Linked DNA regions of Sus scrofa: region 1 is linked to region 2. A link is a contact called in public Hi-C data. All regions are on one chromosome and are shown on one strand. The core of a region is the stretch at or near the end of the contact, and the rest is flanking DNA. Distances in the headings are between cores, read along the strand shown.

What was found. A called contact is a pair of places that touch in the nucleus more often than the background predicts.
Region 1: a Hi-C map of liver shows a contact between it and region 2, with 1.7 times the contacts expected there. The contact joins the enhancer-like site here to the promoter of EDAR in region 2. A contact is called at or near these places in 9 of 47 Hi-C or Micro-C datasets (embryonic fibroblasts, fetal heart ventricle, heart right ventricle and 6 more) and 1 of 2 datasets of contacts at active chromatin or transcription factors (skeletal muscle).

What each region holds. Positions count from the first base shown.
Region 1 is chr3:47,664,838-47,670,558 of Sscrofa11.1, reverse strand. It overlaps a transcript of LIMS1 not described here. Among named protein-coding and RNA genes, the nearest start is that of LIMS1, 38 kb to the right of the region's middle. Within about 2 kb of position 2,883, at least 41 of the 83 cell types and tissues checked have an H3K27ac peak or open chromatin away from gene starts, as enhancers often do. A contact at or near this core is called in embryonic fibroblasts, liver, mesenteric adipose tissue and 4 more, where this site is marked.
Region 2 is chr3:47,393,207-47,399,054 of Sscrofa11.1, reverse strand. EDAR (tumor necrosis factor receptor superfamily member EDAR) reads right to left here and starts at 2,752. Exons shown (of 12, transcript XM_021087105.1): 1 at 2,502-2,752.

The sequences.
Region 1 (5,721 bases), core at 1,634-4,133, 270 kb before region 2:
GGCCCTGAAGCCAGCGAGGCATTGTCTCCCAGTCACCTGTTTCCCTGGCTCAGACCTTTGAGAGCTCAGTGTTGAATGAAGGAGAGAAATCCAGACGGCGTCCAGTGTGGGGGGTAGTGGCAGTGATAGTGTGAAGTCTGGGGGACTTGGCAGAGAAGTGGTGTGACAGCACTGCAGTGCTGGGAGGCGGGGGAGCCCCAGGAAAGTGGTGTCCCTGAGTCCCTCATCCAGTGATGGTGACTGGTCTGCTCCATGCTCGTGCTACACTGGATTCTGGGGATGTAGGGATCACTGGGGACGGTCCCAGCTGGTGGGACTGGGTGTCCTTCGATGTGGGCTCAGAGGATCTCTGTGACAGGGCCTTGGACCCCAGCCTTGGCAGGGCTGGGAGGAAGTCTTCTGTCTTGTAGGCATTTCCTGATGTCAGCAGCTCCGAGGGTTCCCAGAGAAAAGACAGCGCCTTTAAGGGAACTTTAACCAGTATTTTTAGTTTTTTGTGGGTTTTTTTTTTTTTTTTGTCTTTTAACTTTTTAGGGCCACACCTGCGGCATATGGAGGTTCCCAGGCTAGGGGTCTAATCGGAGCTACAGCTACTGGCCTACGCCACAGCCACAGCAACGCCAGATCCTTAACCCACTGAGCGAGGCCAGGGATTGAACCTGCAACCTCATGGTTTGTAGTTGGATTCGTTTCCGCTTCACCAAGACGGGAACTCCTAGTTTTGTTTTTTAAAGCAGCAGCCCTGTATGAGCTTGAATTAAGTCTTGCCCCAGAGTTCTTAGCAGTATATTGATCCATCCACTCAACTTCAGAAGGCAGATGATTAGGGTCTGGGCTCCTCTCACGACCTCTTGTCTGGTTTGTAAAATCGAGGACAGGTTGTAGTTGTGTGTTGCCGTCATTTCTGAGGCACGGTTAATCGTCTGCCTAACGGAGATGTTGGTGTTCTGCGGAGTGAGTGCCTGAGCTGCAGGCGGTGACTTGTAGGAAAAGCACTTTATACACCAGACGGCGGCGTTCTTGGGGAAATCGCGGGCTCTAACTCCTGATGAGTGTTTGGGAGACGGTATATAGGGTGTGAAAAATCGAAAAATCAATTTACCCAGTCTTCTTGGGGGAGAGAAGGGGCAGACATGCCCTTAGCATATATCTATAGGGCTTACAAATTATGCCTGAAGGAAGCTTCTTTGCCACTGGAAAGAAGCTCATTTGCAGCCAGGGAAGGTGTTGGACACCTTCTTGGGTCCAGCTGTTGCAAGTCTTTCCTGTCACGTAATCGACCGGCTCGGGGCCGATAAGGAGACTGCTTTCCTCTCACATTTATCCATCGAGCCTGTTTTTCCTACAAACACTGTGCTGTCGTTGAAAGAACACGGGTTTACAGCTACCAGACTTGGGTTCGAATCTTATTTCTGCCGCTTATATGATTCTGAACCCATTGTTTAATATCCAAGTGTCAGATTCTCCATCTGTCAATGGCAATTTACCTCATCTCTGGGTAATGAGGATTAATTCATATAATGTGTGTAAAAGGAGTCTCAGTTGATTTTTGGTGAGATCCAGATGGCCAACAAAGTCGACCTTTTGTTGTGCTGAAATACATCTAACACAACACTCGTCATTTGAAGCATTTCTACGTATAAAATTTAGTGGCATTAACTCTACTGACAGTATTGTACCACCAGCACCACTGTCATTTACCCCAGACAGATACTGTGCAGCTTTGAGCCTTAATTTTGTTCCACCTCCAGCCCTGACCACTTCTAACCCACTTCCTGTGTCTGTGAACTTGCCTCTTGTGTGTGTCTTTGTGAGTGGGATCACACAGCCTGTGACTCTCTCTGTCTGGCTTCTCCCACTTAGCAGGACGAATTTGCCTCTGAAGGGGCTTCTGGGGAAATCCTGCAGGATCAGCTTCCTTTCCTGTCCCTACCTCCGCCCCCTGCTTTCTCAGAGAAGCTGCTTTTCACTCCCTGTAATCCTGATTGGCCTGGTCAGTAATTAAAACCACTATTCCGTTTGACTTTACTTCCGAGACCATAAAGGTCTTCATCCATCATGTACCTGATGAGACTCTGGTGGTAAAAGAAGGATGTTTCCACATGCCTTGGGAGGCTGGAGCGTGCTCATGGGAAACAGCTACAAGCATAACGGAGCTGCATGTATATTGAGGCGGTAGCACTGCGTCAGTAATAACAGTCCTGAGGAGAACATGACCGGCAGCCAGAATTTTGAAGTTAATTGTAGTGACTTGTTAATTCGTGGACTAGTGAGAGGAAGTGGGAGGATACGGCAGACAAACGGGCAGGCTGGGCAGGCCGGGCAGGCAGCTATGGGAGGGGACGGCCTTGCCTGGAAGCTCCCCAGACACCTTGCCTGTAAGGGCGAGTTCCAGAGAACTCGTTAGAGTTGGGGGAGGGACGGAAAAAAGAGGGTTGGAATCCAGACGCTGATGACTAAATGAGCTGTGTCCACAGGATCTCTAAGACCTTAAAGAGAGGGAAGTAACATTTACTGAGAGTGCTCTTCATGTTGCTAATTGTGGAAACACTTTTCTTTGATTTTAGCCCCTTGGCAGCAGGCAGGGGAGGTTCATGTGGGGGTCTGAGCTGCAAGGAGGCCCTGCTGGTGAGGGAGGGCAGGTCCCAGGCCCACTGCTGCCCAGCCACGCCATCACGGTGGAAGGATTCACAGTCCTCAGGATTGGGGGACCTGAGGGGGCTACATTCTTTTTTCTCTTTTTTTCTTTTTCTTTTTCTCTTTTGTTGGCTGCCCTGTGGCATATGGAGTTCCCGGGCCAGGGGTCAAAGCCAAGCTGCAGCTGCAATCTGTGCCATGGCTGTGGCAACACCGGATCCTTTAACCCACTGCCCTGGGCCAGCGATCAAACCTGCATCCTGGCGCTGCAGAGACCCTGCCAATCCCATGGCACCACAGTGGGACCTCCCTGGGCCACATTCTTGTTTCCAGAATCAAGGGCTTCTAATATTATCTAGAATGGTGCCATCCATAACATGTGATGTGAGACATGGCAGTTATGTGCCTTCAACTTTCCTAATAGCCACAGTAGTGCAAGAGAAACAGGTGAAATTAGTTTTAATAATAATATTTGATTTGGATTTTCCATCATGGCTCAGTGGAAACAAATCTGACTAGTATCCATGAAGACACGAGTTCGACCCCTGGACTTACTCAGTGGGTCAAGGATCTGGTGTTGCCGTGAGCTCTGGTGTAGGTCACAGATGCGACTCGGATCTGGCATTTCTATGATTGTGGCATAGGCCAGTGGCTGCAGCTCGGATTCGACCCCTAACCTGGGAAGCTCCATATGCCACGGGTGCAGTGCGGTCCTGAAAGAAAAAAGACAAATAATAATATTTGATTTAACTCAAAATGCCAAATTCTTGTCATGTCCAAACTCTACACATCCCGTAGTCATAGGAACAATTTTTGGGATATTTTACATGTTTCGACAACTAAATCTCCGGAATCCCATGTGTATTTTACACTTAAATCCCGTCTCAATTCAAACTCACCTCAATTAAATTGCTGGATGGGCAAATAGCTCCCTAATTAGACAGCATAAACCTCAGGAAGAGGTACTGAGACTCATCCTGAACATCAAAGGTGGAGGCTGTGATTAAAGCCACTGGGCATGGAGTTCCCGTTGTGGCACAGTGGTTAACGAATCCGACTAGGAACCATGAGGTTGCGGGTTTGGTCCCTGCCCTTGCTCAGTGGGTTAACGATCCAGCGTTGCCGTGAGCTGTGGTGTAGGTTGCAGACGCGGCTTGGTTCCAGTGTTGCTGTGGCTCTGGCATAGGCTGGTGGCTGCAGCTCCGATTAGACCCCTAGCCTGGGAACCTCCATATGCTGAGGGAGCGGCCCAAGAAAAGGCAAAAAGACAAAAAAAAAAAAAAAAAAAAAAAAAAAAGCCACTGGGCAAGAGAGCAGCTTTGCTCAGGATGGAAGGTGCCGTTGGTAGAAGGCAGGACATCATGTGTATGGGGACATTACTGCTTGTGCAGAGCAGTGAAGTCATAGGACCTCTGTCAGCACCAGCAGCAGCTGTGGCCTTGACTGCTAGATGCTGAACCATATTTGGGTGAGGAGGACATTCTTCGCAGATGTACTGGCCGTAACCAAGGGAAACCACAGCCCTGAGTGTCTCTCGGGTGCTGTGGCAGAGTCTTTTCTCCCAAACCCCTAATGCCTTTTTCAGATGTGGAGCTGAAACGTCTGCTAAGGAAGTGATGTGAGCACAGCGCCTTCTGTGGGCATCTCCACAGCCCCCAACTCCACTTGGACCAAGATAAGTGATAGTGCAGGCTTCCCTTCCAGCAAAGCAGAAATTATTTTTAAATGTTCTTGGCATTTCCCCTTTATCCTTTTCTTCCTGTGATTCTGCCTACTTGGTTATCTTTGTCCTACTTAACATCTTTCAGTCTTTTTCTTTTTTCTTTCTTTCTTTTCTTTTTTTTTTTTTAATGTCTTTCAGTCTATCTCCACCACACTCAGTCTGCTCTTTTTTATATTGTAGCTGATTTACAGTGTTCTGTCAGTTTCTGCTATTCGGCAAAGTGACCCAGTCATATATATATATGTACATATATATATATATATATATATATATTCTTTTTCTCAAATTATCTTCCGTCATGTTCCATCACAAGTGACTAGATATAGTTCCCGGTGCTAAACAGCAGGATCTCATTGCTTATCCCCTCCAAATGCACTAGTTTGCATCTACTAACCCCAAACTCCCAGTCCATCTGCTCTGTTCTTGTTGTCGAGCCGTATGAGTTCTCTACAGATTCTCAATATTAACTCCTTATCAAATGTATGATTTGCAGGTATTTTCCTCCCATTCTGCAGATTGCCTTTTCACTTTGCAGGTTGCATCCTTGATGCGCAGAAGTTTTCGATGTGATGTCACTCCCATTTGTCTCTTTTTGCTTTTGTTGCCTGTGCTTTGGTTGGTGTCCTATCCAATAAATCATGACTTAAGCTAATGCAAAGTCTCCCCCTACGTTTTCTTCTAAGAGGTCTTGGTTTTGTTTTGTTTTGTTTTGAGCTATTTGGAGTTAGTCCCTGATTATGGTATGAGGTTAAGAGTCCAGCTTCATTCTTTCACATGTGGATTTGCATTTTCCTACCACCATTTGTTGTAATGACTGTGCTGTCCCCTTTGGGTGGTAGTGGCACTCTTGTCAAAAATTATTGGACCAGGAGTTCCTGTCGTGGTGCAGTGGTTGACAAATCCGACTAGGAATCATGAGGTTGCGGGTTCGATCCCTGCCCTTGCTCAGTGGGTTAAGGATCTGGTGTTGCCCTGAGCTGTGGTGTAGGTTGCAGACGCAGCTCGGATCCCGAGTTGCTGTGGCTCTGGCGTAGGCTGGCAGCTATAGCTCCGATTAGACCCTTAGCCTGGGAACCTCCATATGCCGTGGGAGCGGCCCTAGAAAAGGCTTTTTTTTTGGACCCCCCCCCAAAAAAAATTATTGGACCAGGAGTTTGGGATTAGCAGATGCAAACTGTAACATTCAGAATGGATAAGCAGTGAGGTCCTGCTGTGCAGCACAGGGAACTCTATCCATTCTCCTGGGATAGACCATGACAGAATGTGTGAAAAAAAATGTGTGTGTGTATATATATATGACTAAGTCTCTTTGCTGTACAGCAGAAATTGACACAACACTGTAAACCACCTATACTTTAAAA
Region 2 (5,848 bases), core at 1,503-4,002:
GCCACTGGTGCAGTGAGTGTGCTCCATGGTGGGGTGGCAGCAAGGCCCCCTCGTATGCTGTAGGGCGAGGCCCACCCTGCTTCCGAAACCTGGGTGGAGCTTCTCCTGAGCTTCCACAGTGTGGGTTAGATGCCTGGGTGAAGCCCAGGGTCCTGGGGACAGACAGTGATGAGCAGTGACACAGTGTAGTCTCACTGTTGGTGCTCCCTGGCCCCAGGGCCACAAGGAATTTCCTCTTAGCTGCCAGAACATATGAGACTGAACCTCCTGAAGTGACACTGGTGACTGCACTACAGGTGGACAGCAAGGGCACATTTCCTCTCCGGTTTCCCTCTGTCACCAACCCCAGTGCGGGTGACTTGCAAAGGGCGTGGCAGCAGGACCAACACAACCCCAGACCTGGGGGTGGATCCAGCACCTCCCCTGCTTGTCCCCACAGAGGCAGGAACAGAGGGTTTAGGGTCAGCTGCCCTAACCACCCACAAGGAACATGGCACGAGCGGGGCACCAGATGTCACAGTCATCGCCAGCCCTGCGGCGGTGGGCAAGTCCCTTTCCCCATCTAACTCTCGATCCCCTCACTTGAAAAGCTGGGAAGTCTGTAAAGTGAGGTGGAAATGAAGGGCCCAGCTGAGTGCCTGGACGTGGGTTCCTTTCCCTCACTTTACTTTTTAGGGAAATGGTTCTTGGAGATGGAATAAAAGTCCTGCCTTTGGGTGTGAGTTCAAGGTGAACAGCAGTAATGAGGTGGGGGGTGGTGCCCTCCGGGTGCTGGGCCTTTGTTTCCTAATTGATCTAATGTGCTAAGTGAGCTTAATGAAAGTTAATTAATGATACTATTGGTGGGTGGGATTGCCTAGGCAGAGCCTAAAACAGCATCAAAGCAAAGAGCAGGCAGGTGTCTGCTGGGATAATTGAGGAAACCGGGTGGGAGGAAAGCCACTGAGAGAAGTGCAGGCAGGACTGGGGGTGGGGTAGGGTAGACCGCAGGGCTGGTTTCCAAAGCGCCATCCTGTTTACAGCTTCTGTGTTTGAATTTCAGGTTTACCTGAGTCTTTGAAGCTGGGCTCCTGGGCATTTCCTTGAGAATGTATTTCATTTTTTTGGAAACCACAAAAGTCATTCACCTGGACCCAGAAAGAAGACTCAGGTGACCTGGCTTTCATGTGGTCTTTGGGACCTAAGGAATTTTGATAGGGAGATGCTTCCCGGTTAAAAGTCAGTGTGGGAAGTGCACCCTGCGAAGTGGGGGTCAGTCCTGGTGTGAGCAGGGCAGGTGTGAGCAGGGCAGGTGCTTCAGGGGACACAGTGACACCCAGGAGGAGGGTGAGCCCCACACCTCTGCACTGCACAAATACGCATCTTTCACAGAATGAAAACTTTGTTTACTTTTAGAAACTGGATCGTGGCCAGAAAATGAAAATCAAACATTTCAGGGAAATTTTATTTACCCTTTCGTCTCAAAGACATGTGCTTCCAGAATTACCTTCCAAAAGTGCTGTCACAAAATTCGCCTGGCTCCCTTGGGGGAAGGTTTTAAGTGGTGATGACTTAGAATCTCAGGGCACCAAATTGGGTGGGAAATAGTTCACTTATTTGAATTGATCCCCCTTTTCCGTTAGTTCATTATGGATTTTTACCTCTTTAATATTTTGATTTAGCTGTGGTTTCACTCTGGGTTGGAGAGCATCTCAAAATATGGATTCAGTACCACAGAGCTGGGGGGCCTGTGCCCCCTCCTCACCCTCACTTCCTTCAGCCTCACCTCCTTCTGGGTCGGGGGTTGGGGGGGGTGGCTTCTGCTCTGCTAATGTAGCTCCTCACTCCACCCCATATCGTTTCAACTGTCACTCTGTTGTTTTACCTCATCTGCTGTCCTGGCTGTCCTAACACCTCTGGCTTCCACCAAGCAGGTGCAGCTACAGCAGGATGATGGGGAGTCAGCCCAAACTTCCCCCTAAACTGTCAGAGGGTTGAGTGGAAACTCCTGGCTGGAGGTGAGAGCCGAAATCACCAGACGCAGCCCCACCCTCTCACTCTCCTCCGCCCCCACTTCAAAACAGGCCACGACCTCTGCCTCAGGCCTGATTCAGAACCACCTGGGAAGGTGGTCAAGGGACCCCGGGTGGGACACGGGTTCAGAGCCCAGTTCAAGCCCAGCTGCAGCTCGCCTTTCCCAAGACCACACTTTCAGGCTCCTGGAGACCACGGGTCTCAGGGGCCCAAATCTCAAGCCTGTTAAGTTCACACAGTTTGGCTCCTTTGCCAAATGCACAGCCAATAGTAAAATGGGGTTTCGGATGTTTTTCTGAAAACAAAGGAACAATCTCAGGTCTTAGAACCAGTAGCGCAGATGTACAGCAACCAGGAAAGCTTGTTCAAACGCAACCCAAAAATGACACGCATCTCAAAAATGCACTCGGGCTGTCTCCCGGCGGTGACACCTCAGTCTCAGCCACAGCCAAAGACTTTAGGAACCGAAAGAAAAGGACCAGGCTTACCGGACCCCGGTGGAGGCTCGCTTCCAATCCCAGAGGGTGTCCCTGGAGAAAGCCAGGCTTCCGCTCCCTGGGGCTCCTGGGTTCACAGGTGGCCTCCTGGCCGTGTCCCAGAGTCAGGTGCTGCCGCGGCCGGCAGCCGTGGGGCTGCCTGGGCCAGGCTCCGCTCCGCTTCAGCCCCCTCTCGCCTGCTCCCAACTCCCCTCCGCTCCCCGGCTCCTCGACTCCCCGACTCACCCTTAACTGCTCCTTGGTGCGAGCTGGGAAACGCGTCCCAGAACCTCTGAGCAGACTCACCTGCGCCACCTAGAGGCTTCTCCCCGCACTGCGCGCAGCAACCGCACAGGTGGGCCCCTCTGCTGCCGCCCCACGCACCTGGCCCTGACTTCCTGCTCAAAGATACCCTATGGAATTAGTAAAGGCATTAATTCGATTTTTTTGAGGGGGTGGTTGTCTCGCTTCTTTCAGAACAACTAGAGCCTTTGGGCTCTGGAACTCCAGAAAGTTAAATTAGCATTAAAATACCATTAATCAAAATGTATGCACTCAAGGACCCCCCACTGAGATGGCCATGGGCAGGGCTGGCTCCTCCTTTCAGCTGTGATCCCTTTCCCTGTTCCTGCCTGGTCCTGCCCTCCCCTCCCCGGATCTCCTTCAGGGTGAGTCACAGCACTGACTTCTCTTCCCTCCCCCAACATCCCCACACACCACCCTGCACCCCAACAAATCAGATACCTATATACCCCTATAACTCCAGACAATCAAACACCCCAAAGAACTCCAGACAACCATACACCCCATAGAACTCCAGACAACCATACACTCCCTATAACTCCAGACAACCATACACCCCACACAACTCCAGACAACCATACACCCAAAGCAACTCCAGGCTCAATTTCTACCCCCTCCTCTTTCATCTGGTCTTGTCCACCCAGATACGTGTAGGTTACTTCACATGTGACAAATAACAGTTTAGAGGGAAACAGACAGAAATGTGTGGACAGGTAAGTGTCCTGGGAACAGACTTTCCTCTGCCCTCCCACCCCCTACGAGTAGAACCCCGATTCCCAACTTACTACCACCTTGATGACTGTCCAGACAGAGGAGGTTTCAGTGAGGATTTTAACCTGAATGTTAAGGTTTGCACCTTTATTCAGCCCATGCTGAGCCCAAACTGAAGGTTTGTGACAAATCACAATTCCTAAAATTGTTAAATTAGGAACCTAGGTAGGCAAATAAGAACCACGTACGCTGGACTAATCTAGAATTTCTCTTGTGCGTAATTTTGACTTTTGGGCCTGTTCTTTTTGTTAAGTGTGTTTGAGGATAAAGATTATCTTCAGTGTAACTTTTTGTTTCTATTGGAAATTAATGGCGACTTTAAATTTACCAAAAAGAGATGACATTGATATTGCCAAAAGAGAGGGAAAAAGGAGAACATGTTAGAATGGGCATAGAATATGGTGCTGTAGTAGAGGCCAGAAAGGTTTTTCCTCTTTTTAAAAAATTCGAAGAAGCTTCCATCAAGAAAAGTAGTGGATGGTTGTACCACGTGCAATTTTTAGTCCAATGAACATGAATGTACAAAGTAATTCCATTGATTAAGAGAAAGAAAGAAATGAGAGATTATTTTTTGTCTTTTTTTTTTTTTCAGGGCCGCACCCATGACATATGGAGATTCCCAGGCATATGAAGTTTCCCAGGCTAGGGGTCGAATCGGAGCTGTAGCCATCGGCCTACACGAGAGCCACAACAACTCAGGATCCAAGCCGCGTCTGCGACCTACACCACAGCTCACGGCAACACTGGATCCTTACTTAACCCACTGAGCAAGGCCAGGGATCAAACCTGGATCCTCATGGGTGCTAGTCAGATTGATTTCTGCTGAGCCATGACGGGAATGCCTATTCCTTACCTTCATCACTGAAGGGTCTAGAGCTTTGAAGATACCTAATTTCTATTTGGCACATTTCCTAAAAGAGTGAAGCACGTGAAAAATAGCATAAAAAAAAAATAAGAATAGGAATCAAGATGGCAGAACATGGGGAGTTCGCTGGCAGCTCAGCGGGCTAAGGCTCTGGCATTGTCACTGCTGTGGCTCAGGTCGCTGCTGTGGTATGGGCTCAATCCCTAGCCCGGGAACATCTGTTTAAAGAAAAAAAATTATAGAGCATGGTTGGGTTAGTGGGTCTCGGGCTCTGTGCAGAATGGAGTGTAATTTAAACACTTGCAGGACACAGATGCCCGTGCCCTGACCTGCCTGTCCAACTTGGTGGAGGGCACACAGGTACCTGGCTGGAACTCTGTGCAGGACGGAGCAATCCCAACTCTCAGCTCCATGGAGCCACATCCCTGCAAGTGATCACAGAGACTCCCAAGCTCATCGGAAACACACCCAGATTGAGAGGGACGTTCTCCTAGCAGATCAACAATTCCCAGTGAATGCAGCTGACCATAATCTGGTCATCGTCACTTAAAATCTGTGCTAATACTGGGCTCCTGTTGGGTGAGCAGGAAGAAAACTCTGGGCACCCACTCATTCCTCCAGAAGAGTCTGCTCCTGTGCTGATGGGTTCACCCACCACTTACTCACTCAGCAGATGCCATGGAGAACTGCTAGGAACCAGGCTCGGCCAGAGGCGCTGGTACCACACAGAGGAAATGGCCAAACTCTGCCTCGAGAAGCTGATGCTCTGGGGAGGCACAGAGTCATCAAGCTACCAATGTTGGATGAAATCAACTTTCTGGAAGTGATAAGCAGGCCGAGGGTGGGGGGAGGCCACCTGGGCTGTGTGGGTGGGATTACTAGTGTATGCTGGTGACCGTTTCCTGCTATCTAATTACTGTCTGAAAAGGTGGCCTGGGCCCAAATCCACAAAACCAGGACCCTCCGTCCCAGGAGCTAAGCCTTTACCTGGCAGTCCCCACAGCAAGCCCACTTCTGATTACCTACTCAAAGTTTACCCCAAGTTCCTTCTGGGAAATTTCATTGCTCAAATCAGAGGAAGCTTATGAGTACTGGATTTTTTTTTTTTTTTTAAGACCCATGGTGGGTGCTCTGTGATATTAAGTTATTTAGAGTAAAATGCCTGCAGCTCTGTCAGCTTCATGGAATCTGCAGCTTGGAGTCTGTCCCAGAAATGGAGTGAACAGAACAGTGGGCTCCTCAGGCCCATCCCGGTCCAGCTGCTCCCCTTTCCCTGAAGGATGCTGTGCCTGGAGCTGCCAGTGGTCAGGGCACTGGGCCAGCCCTTCTGAGAGTCTACCTCTAAGCTGTACCTCTAATGCCCAGCCACTCATGCCTGTCACAGAGCTGTGGGAGAAAAGGCAGAAAAACAAATATTCGT